Regions from separate parts of the Mus musculus genome. Here region 1 is linked to region 2. A link is a contact called in public HiChIP or PLAC-seq data. All regions are on one chromosome and are shown on one strand. Each heading gives the region's core, a stretch centred on a gene start, on an enhancer-like site or on the middle of the called end of the contact. The rest is flanking DNA. Distances are from core to core; before and after follow the strand shown. Region 1 holds the start of Pilrb2 (paired immunoglobin-like type 2 receptor beta 2). Region 2 holds the start of Vgf (VGF nerve growth factor inducible).

Region 1 (4,110 bases), core at 737-3,236, 840 kb before region 2:
GCCTAGTCGGCCATCACTGGAAAGAGAGGCCCATTGGACACACAAACTTTATATGCCCCAGTACAGGGGAACGCCAGGGCCAAAAAGGGGGAGTGGGTGGGTAGGGGAGTGGGGGTGGGTGGCTATGGGGGACTTTTGGTATAGCATTGGAAATGTAAATGAGCTAAATACAATAAAAAATGGAAAGAAAAAAAAAAGAATGCGGTTCATGTGGTGGAGTGCTTACTTTCCTGACATGCAAAGAACCAAAGGTTTTATGTTAAACAACAGATAAAAGGACAGGATTGATTGATTGATTGATTGATTGGTTCCTATGTGAACCCTGTGGCGGGAAGAGACAAATAAATGCATCATTTTGAGTTTGAAGCTAGCCTGGAATCTCTGCACACTTGGAATCTCTGCTCATGGGAGCACCAGGCAGGAGGTTCGCTAGTCCTTCGTGGTCATCTCTGGCTATATACTAAGTTTTAGGACCACTTTGGGCTTCTTGAGATAGAATTTAAACACACACACACACACACACACACACACACACACACACACACACCTAGTCCCTGATCTGACTAACCTTCCATCTGGAGCCAACTCATCCCATAGGCTCTGTGCCTCAGTGTCTCCAAGGGTACTATGAATACAGATGAATACAAACTGTCAGGACATGACAGTTTGTGTCTGGATCAGAACAAGGTATCTGAGGACCATGGGGACTGTAAAGGGAGTCAGAGAAGCAGACATGAAAGAGGGCAGGCTGCAAAGCCAGCTGCAGGGAAGCAGGAACAAGGCGATCAGTGCCAGGGAACCTAAGGAAATGGGAAGAGGTCTCTGCACATGTCACTCAGGGAGATTGATGCCACTTCCTCTGACACCATCATGTGTTTGTGCCCTTCAGGAAGCTGATGGCACCATGTCCTGAGGAAGGGTAGTTTGAACCTCCTTAGAACCAGCCCTGAGGTCACCACAGCCTCTGCCCCAACCTTTCAACCCAAGTCACAGGCCAGCTGTGTCCACTGTCAGCCATGTCCCAGGCCTTACATCATGAATGACACATGGCTGCTCAGAGCTGTGTTTGCCCACTTAGTCCAAAGAAGGTTCTCCTGTGGCCATAACTAGAGGAAGTCACTCAAGAGCTTTGTGGAAAGAGCCTCCTCAGAGGCTGCACTGAGCAGGCAAACTGAAGTCTCTGTGTGGAATGGAAGACTCCAAGAACTCAATGTGACTAAAGTCCAGTCAATGAGCCACGTGGCTGTTGTATGACATGTGCCTTGACTTCTCTGATCCTTGTTATCCTCTCCTGAGTGAGTGTTATGGTAGGAGGAGGAGAGGCAGGAAGGCTCCTTTAGAAACTGGAGTAGCTTTAGAGTCACTGTCCAGGAAGCCAAAGGAAGTTGGAGGCTCTACCACAGAGATCAGGGCAAGGTGGAGGGGATCCTCAAAGCCTTGATTCTGCCTGGGCACTGGGAAGGCTCCCTGAAAGGCAAGAAAGAGCAAGTTGCGATGGGGACAGAGAGGGGGAAGGAAGAGCAGGGTAAGGGGGTTATTGTGCTAGGGCCTGGGACTTACTGTGTTTCCTGATTACACCTTCCTCATTGTGTCTGAGGTGATTTAGAAACTGACAACTTCATTAGGTGAGATAATTAGAGAGAAATGTGACAACCAGCATGGTGGGAGACATAATGAGAAAGAGATTAAGTAGGGGGAAGGAAAGACTAGAAGAAAAATAGAGGAAGGGAAACAGAGATTACAAGCCACTTAGGAAATGGAAAACAGTAGATAAGATAGAAGATGAAGGTGGAAGAGAGGAGAGCCCTGCCTCCTGAGGACAAAGCCATGTCTCCAAGCCAACAATGGGGGCTGGGCCAAAGTCCAGTTATGTTGTCAGTGACCACAGGGCGGATCTTCTGCAACATGGGAAAAGAAGAAGCCAGATCAATAAAGGAAGTTGCTGGCCACAAGGAGGTGGAGATGGAAAGGTCCTGCCCCAACTCAGTCCTCCACATGAGAAGGCCTGGGGATCTGTCTCGCTTTACCCTGGTTCTCTCTGGACTCCTGAGCACCCCAGTGTCCCTAGACAGAGCATCCTTGCCTTCCTGATGGCTTTGCTGATCTCGCTTCCTGGAGAGACTCCAGCCATGGCTCAGATCCTGCTTCTGCTCTCATCAGCCTGTCTGCATGCTGGTGAGTGGTAGCGACCTCACTAGCAGGGACTTAACCTCAGGAGGGGACAATGGGGCTGGGAAGAGTAGGGAGTCATGTGGACAGGTGTCTGCTAGAGGAGCCAGCCAGGACTCTCTGCCCCAAGAGTCAGTTGACATTGCAGAGGGAGCCCAACCCAACCCTTCACTGTCTTTCCTGTCCCACTAGCTTTGGGGACAGTCCTGCCTTGTGTCTCACCCCTGCCTGTGCAAGAAGTCTCAGAATGTTCTGTGTTGTCCTTTCTATGTTTCCTGTCACTGTCCCCTGCAGTGGCTTCAGAGTCTCCCCATCCTTCCCAGGAAATTCAGCAAGATCAAACGGAGGAAATGACTTTGGGGTCAACCAACCTGAACGCTGCTCTGGAGTCCAGGGTGGCTCCATCGACATCCCCTTCTCCTTCTACTTCCCCTGGAAGTTAGCCAAGGATCCACAGATGAGCATAGCCTGGAGATGGAAGGATTTCTTTGGGCACTTCATCTACAACTCCTCCATGCCTTTCATACATGAGCACTTCAAGGGCCGGCTCATCCTGAACTGGACACAGGGTCAGACATCTGGAGTCCTCAGAATCCTGAACTTTAAGGAGTCTGACCAGACCTGGTACTTCTGCAGAGTTTTTCTGCAAACAACAGAAGGCATAAAGTTTTGGCAGTCACTTCCTGGAACCCAACTCACCCTGACACAAGGTGAGTCACCTTGGCTCGGGCTTTGATGTCTGTGGCTTCCTTGTCCTGTGCCTGTCACCTCAGGCTTCATAACTCTGAGCTTCCTTTCATATTCATTTCCCTTGGAACTGCCCATACCTCTGCCAACAGCACTTCCCTTGTAGTTGTGACTAGCCTTCTCTGCTACCTCTGCTATGGTTTTGTCATTCTCTGCAGACACAGAACCACACCTGACTCTAAGCTTTAGCATCTGTCCTTCCCTCCTGCTCACTCCCTTATTGTTCGAAATCTGACTACTCTCCTGCCAGCTTTCACACATGACTTCAAGCTGAATAAACTTCTCCAGAATGTAGCTGACTCTCTTGGCCCTACATAAGGACTCCAATTGATCCCTCTATGCAGCATCTCCACACAACTCCAACCTCAGCTCAGAAACTATAAAAGAACATATAGTGGGGACCATTGCATGTTCTGGTATCCTCAGGTATACTTATAACTGCCACATGCCACCACAGTCCTTCATTTCCCCTCATAGCTCCCCAGGACACATCTGTATTCTCTCCTCAGGATCTTCAGCCATTAGAAAATGAAAAAGAAATTTTCCCTATTTTCAGGATGTGGCTGCTCTGTCTTCTGATCTCTCCAGCCCCTCTGATGCAGTAGCAACTGCAGTCCCCTGGACACGGGAGCCCTGAGGCCCAGGGTGGTCACTGTGTGTTCCTGCACAGGTCCCTACAGGAGCAGGGAATCTGTGTTGCTGCATTGTTTCTTATGACCTTGCTCTATGGCTCCCTATTTTTCTTTTAACATACCTACTTCTTTCTTTTTTCCTTCTTCCTTTCCTTCTTTCTTTCTTTCTTTCTTTTTTCTTCCTTTCTTTCCTTATTTTATGTCAGGACCTCAGCATGTAGCCCTCCTATCTTAATACTGACTACATAGACATATTAGGACTTGAACTCAGAAAGAGAGAGGAGCCATTTCATGTATGTATCTAGCTCAGTGGTTCTCCACTTTCCTGATGCTGCATATATTTGATACAGTTCTTCATGTTATGCGGACCCACATGCGTAAAAGTATATCATGGCTACATCATAACTTTAATATTCCTCCTGATATGAATCACAATGTAAGTACCTGATATGCGTGAAACCTGATATGCAATCCACGTGGGGGCAGTGATGCACAGGTTGCAAACCACAGGTCTAGAATTCACAAGCAGGTAAATGCTGAAGAAATTATTCTTAGTAATATT
Region 2 (4,148 bases), core at 475-2,974:
GGGCTCCGCCCTGCAACAGATACTGGAGCAGCAGGTCGGAGGCGAGATCGGCCAGCCGCTCTTCTTGCGCCGCGGCCTGCCGGGTGGCCTCCGCCTGTCTCCTCCCTGCCTCTACCTGAGCTAATCCTTGCTGAAGCAGGCGCTCTCCTGCCTCGGAGCCGCCCAGGAATGAGCCCTCGAGCCGGCGCACCTTAGGGAAGGGGCCACCTAGACTTTGATACGCCTTGGATAAGGGTGTCAAAGTCTCACCTAAATGTGTTTTAGGGGAGGACACTCCTTCCCCGAACTGATGAGTTTCGGGAAGGGGAGCGCTTTCGGACATTCGAGCCTGGAATTGGGAAGGGACCGGGGGCGGAAGAGGAGCGCGCTCCGGAACGCGCGCCTGGAACTCTCCCCAGGAAGCGCGCCACACGCGCTCTGGCCCGGGGCTCTCCAGATTGACTCGGGTCAGCGTGTGCGTGCGGGTTTCAGTCTCTGCTGCCGCCGTCTCTTGTTGGCGCTTAGCATTGCTCGGACTGAAATCTCGAAGTTCTTGGAGCAAGGATGCTAGCGCCTCCAGCTCTTCTGAGCGGTCGTCCTCCTCGGGATCGCGGTCCTGAGTCTGAGGGCGAGGGGGGGCCACAGCGGGCGCTTGGATTTCTGGTGCCGGGAGGCTATGGGTCTGACTGCGCACGGACTCGGTCAGCAGAGCTTCTGCTGCTTCTTCGGGTGTTCCCTGCTGGGAACCTCCCGGGACCGACGGGGGCGAGGCCGGACGGTCCAGTGCCTGCAACAGTACCGAGGCCAGCGCCCGGGGATCCACGCCCTGGAAGAGCTCTCCCTGGTCCTGAGGCTCGGGATTCCGAGCAGCTCGGACCTCTGGTACGCCGTCATCCTTTGGCCGGGACACTGCGTCCTCAGCTACCTGCCCATTATGCTCAGAGCTGAGGGGAGGAGGAAAAACATCGGGGCGCCCGGGGGGCGCTGCTCCCAACCCCTGGATCAGTAGAAGGAAGCAGAAGAGGACGGATGCCGGCAACGTGAAGGTTTTCATGACCAACGGGCTGCCAGAGACTGAAAAATAGAAGAAATCAAAGAAATAGAGGATTTCTATAAGAACTCCCCGCTTTCTATTTCTGCTTTCCCTCCCCCCACCTTTAAGCAGGAAATCCGGGGTTTCCCTCATTTCTCTAACCTTACCCGAAAAGAAACGTTTAGCAGAGAACAAGAAAGATGTGGCGATCTCTGGGGTCGTGCAAATGGGCAGAGAACGCCCGCAATCCTCCTTCTGGGTACCCAGTACCTCCTGTCGCCCCCTTCCCTAAGTCATCTCTCAGCCAGCGCCCGCGTACTAAGCAGCAATGATAAGCGGGAGGGGGGATCTGTTCCCTCCCCACAGGACTCCCCGGATGGTGCGTGGGTGACTTCATCAGCGACAAAAAAGCAGAGACTCCCCTTTTACCAAAGACCCTTCCCGGGGGCACACCGCTATGCTCTCAATACCCCATATGGAAAGAAAATCCTCCCTTCACGCCCACGAGTGAAGAGGGTTGGAGGGATGGACAGCGGAGTATTTACCAGCCGGTGTCACGACGGCGGGAGGTGGAGAGGAGGGTCGGGGCAGGGGGAAAGTCGGGACCGGTCCGCCTTGGCTCTGTTCCGTGGCTGGAGTATGAGCGATGGTCGAGGGCTGGCGTCCTAGAAGCTGGGCTCAGCTGGGTCAGCAACAGCGCTCTCGCTCCGGCTTCAGCACGCTGGACAGCGCCCGCGCCGCCTCTGCCTTATAAAGGGGAGCGCGCGGGGTCACGTGGGATAGCCCCGCCCCATTGACGTCAATGTTCATTCATGGGGAAGCGGGCGGGTGTCTGGTGGACGGTGAAAGTCCAATGATTGGAGGATAAGCGTCGCTCCCGGCCTGCACCTGCGCAGTAGGGCCCTCGGCTAGAGGGGCGTGCGCTAGCCGAGCTCCGGGAAATGAATGAATGAATGAATGAATGAAATGTCGAGGCGGGCGGGGCAGGGGGCTATGAATGAATGAAGGAGGGACGAGGAGAAAAGGATGAATGAATGAATGTAAAAATGAATGGAAGGGTGGGTACAGAGGAACCAGAAGGCGGGAGGGTGGGTTACAAAGCACTTGCGGCGCGGAGCCTGCGTTGCTGAGCAGAATAGGAAGAGGGCACCGCCAGCATCTAATTGGGCGCCAGTAAAAGATCAGTACTGGATGGGGGGACGGTAAGGGTTTGAAAGGGGAAGGGGCCTGGCTCCCTACTCCGCCACAGTATGGTCTATAGGGAGCACGCCCAAGGACAACTTGAACCTGAGAGGAGGGGGTGGATTTGCGGTGCGGGATGCCCGCCCAGGGTCAGCGCAGATGGGTGGATCTTGCGGTTTGGGTAATCACCTTGGAAAGGGTCCTAGTCGAGAGAGAAAAGGGAAAGATTGACGATGTGTGTGCCTTTGGGTCGTGTCTGTTCAAACCAGTTCGTGTCTGAAGGGGTTGGGGAAAAAAAGGTGTGTCTGTCCTTCTGGCCAGCGGGCTCTGCTGTGGCTGTTAGGGGGTTCCTGTTGTGCCCCCTTTTAATCCAACTCTCCCACACCCTTCAGCCTGTCTCCCTCTCCCCCACAGCCCCCACCCAAGGACATTTGGAGGGCGAGAGCAGACCAGGTGGGGAGGGGGTTGAGCAGGTGGAGAGGGTGACTCAACTCCATTTCTCTCTACCGCTTAAAGGGGAGGTCTGAACGCGACCGGGGGGGGGGGGTGAATTGCAACGTCAGAGATGGACCCTCTCAGCCATCAGACCCTTCGACCGTATCTCCTGCCCAGAGGGGTTGGGGCTGGGGGCTTGGACAGTTAGAGGTTCCGGGAGTGGGGGGCGATGACGCAGAGATTGCGCAGAAAATCTATCAGCCAGCCGGGTCCAGTGAAGGGAGACCAGACGTGGGCGGGGGTGGGATGGGAGGACGGAAATGGGGAGGGGGTAGAGGAGAGGGAAAGGTGGCCCCGGGAGCTGCTACTGCAGGAATGAAGGGGAGGGAGGAAGGCTGGAGGGGGCTGCGGTGCAGGCGGAGAGCAGTGCGGGGGCGTGGGCAGGGAAAGGGGGGGGACAATGACACACACCAGACACACAAGGACTGCGGACACAGGGGTGCTTATAGGCACACGCAAAGCCCCCCCGCACCCTGACACTTTGGAAACCAGAATGGGGAGGGCATCTGGAGGGTCTCAGAACCTCTTTCAGAGTCAGCCCCCTCATACCATCCTGTTACTGACCCTCATTTTAAGCCCCTAGCTCGTGCACGCGCGAGGGCGCGCGCGCGGGCACACACACACACACACACACACACACACACACACTCACGTGCTTTCTCTCTATAACCAGCAGTGGCTTCTCCCTTCCATCAGTGGCTTGACTTTCCCAGAAGAAACCCCATCAGCTCTGCAGAGAAAAGGTGGGGTGAGAGAGGAAAGAGAAGAGAGATGGGGACAGGGGGATGGAAGGAAAAGAACCTGAAGCAGGTTGAAGAAGCAGGCTAAAGGAGAGAGAAAGAAAAATAAATAAACAAACTTGAGAACCAAGGTGACAGTGGATATTCCAAAGAATGGAGGGAGGGGTGCCTAAAGACACACCAACAACAACAACAACAACAAAAACAACAGCACAGCAGCATCTGACACCCCTCCACACACAACTGTGGCTAGACCCTCCTTCCCTTTTCCCTCCCCATCTTTCTTCATCTTCTCAGCCTGGTTCCCTGGAGCCGTGGGCTGGGGGGGGGGGGGTCACGTTATCCTCCTTATGGAAGGTGAATCAGAAAGCTGGTGGTTCAGAGAGGGGGAGGGGAAACCTTTAGAGAGAGAAGGGAGGGGGAGAGAGCTCGACAAAAGGACTGCCTGATGGGAGTGAGAATCTAAGTTTGAGTTCCAGGGAAAGGAGATGGACACACTAAAGGAACCCTATACCTGTGTGCTTGCATGCATACACAAGCACCCTCATGTTGCATATACGCGTGTGTGCTTCTCTGGACAGAGATTAAAAGGACCTAAAGCAGAGAAGAAAAGGAGAAGAAACAGGGAGAAGCACGTGAAGACTGGGTGGATATGGCCCCAGTTTAAATGGAGGGAGAGACTTCTCTTGCAGTTTGCCACTTGTGTGACTGTTGGCACA

Evidence for each region. HiChIP or PLAC-seq counts read pairs in DNA pulled down with a chosen protein or histone mark.
Region 1: a FOXA1 HiChIP or PLAC-seq map of pancreatic cancer cells shows a contact between it and region 2. The contact joins the promoter of Pilrb2 here to the promoter of Vgf in region 2. A contact is called at or near these places in 1 of 115 datasets of contacts at active chromatin or transcription factors (pancreatic cancer cells) and 1 of 9 other capture datasets (pancreatic islet).

What each region holds. Positions count from the first base shown.
Region 1 is chr5:137,869,634-137,873,743 of GRCm38.p6, reverse strand. Pilrb2 (paired immunoglobin-like type 2 receptor beta 2) reads left to right here and starts at 1,986. Exons shown (of 5, transcript NM_001384202.1): 1 at 1,986-2,175; 2 at 2,493-2,879. The coding sequence starts at 2,091.
Region 2 is chr5:137,027,871-137,032,018 of GRCm38.p6, reverse strand. Vgf (VGF nerve growth factor inducible) reads right to left here and starts at 1,724. Exons shown (of 2, transcript NM_001039385.1): 1 at 1,558-1,724; 2 at 1-1,053. The coding sequence starts at 1,033.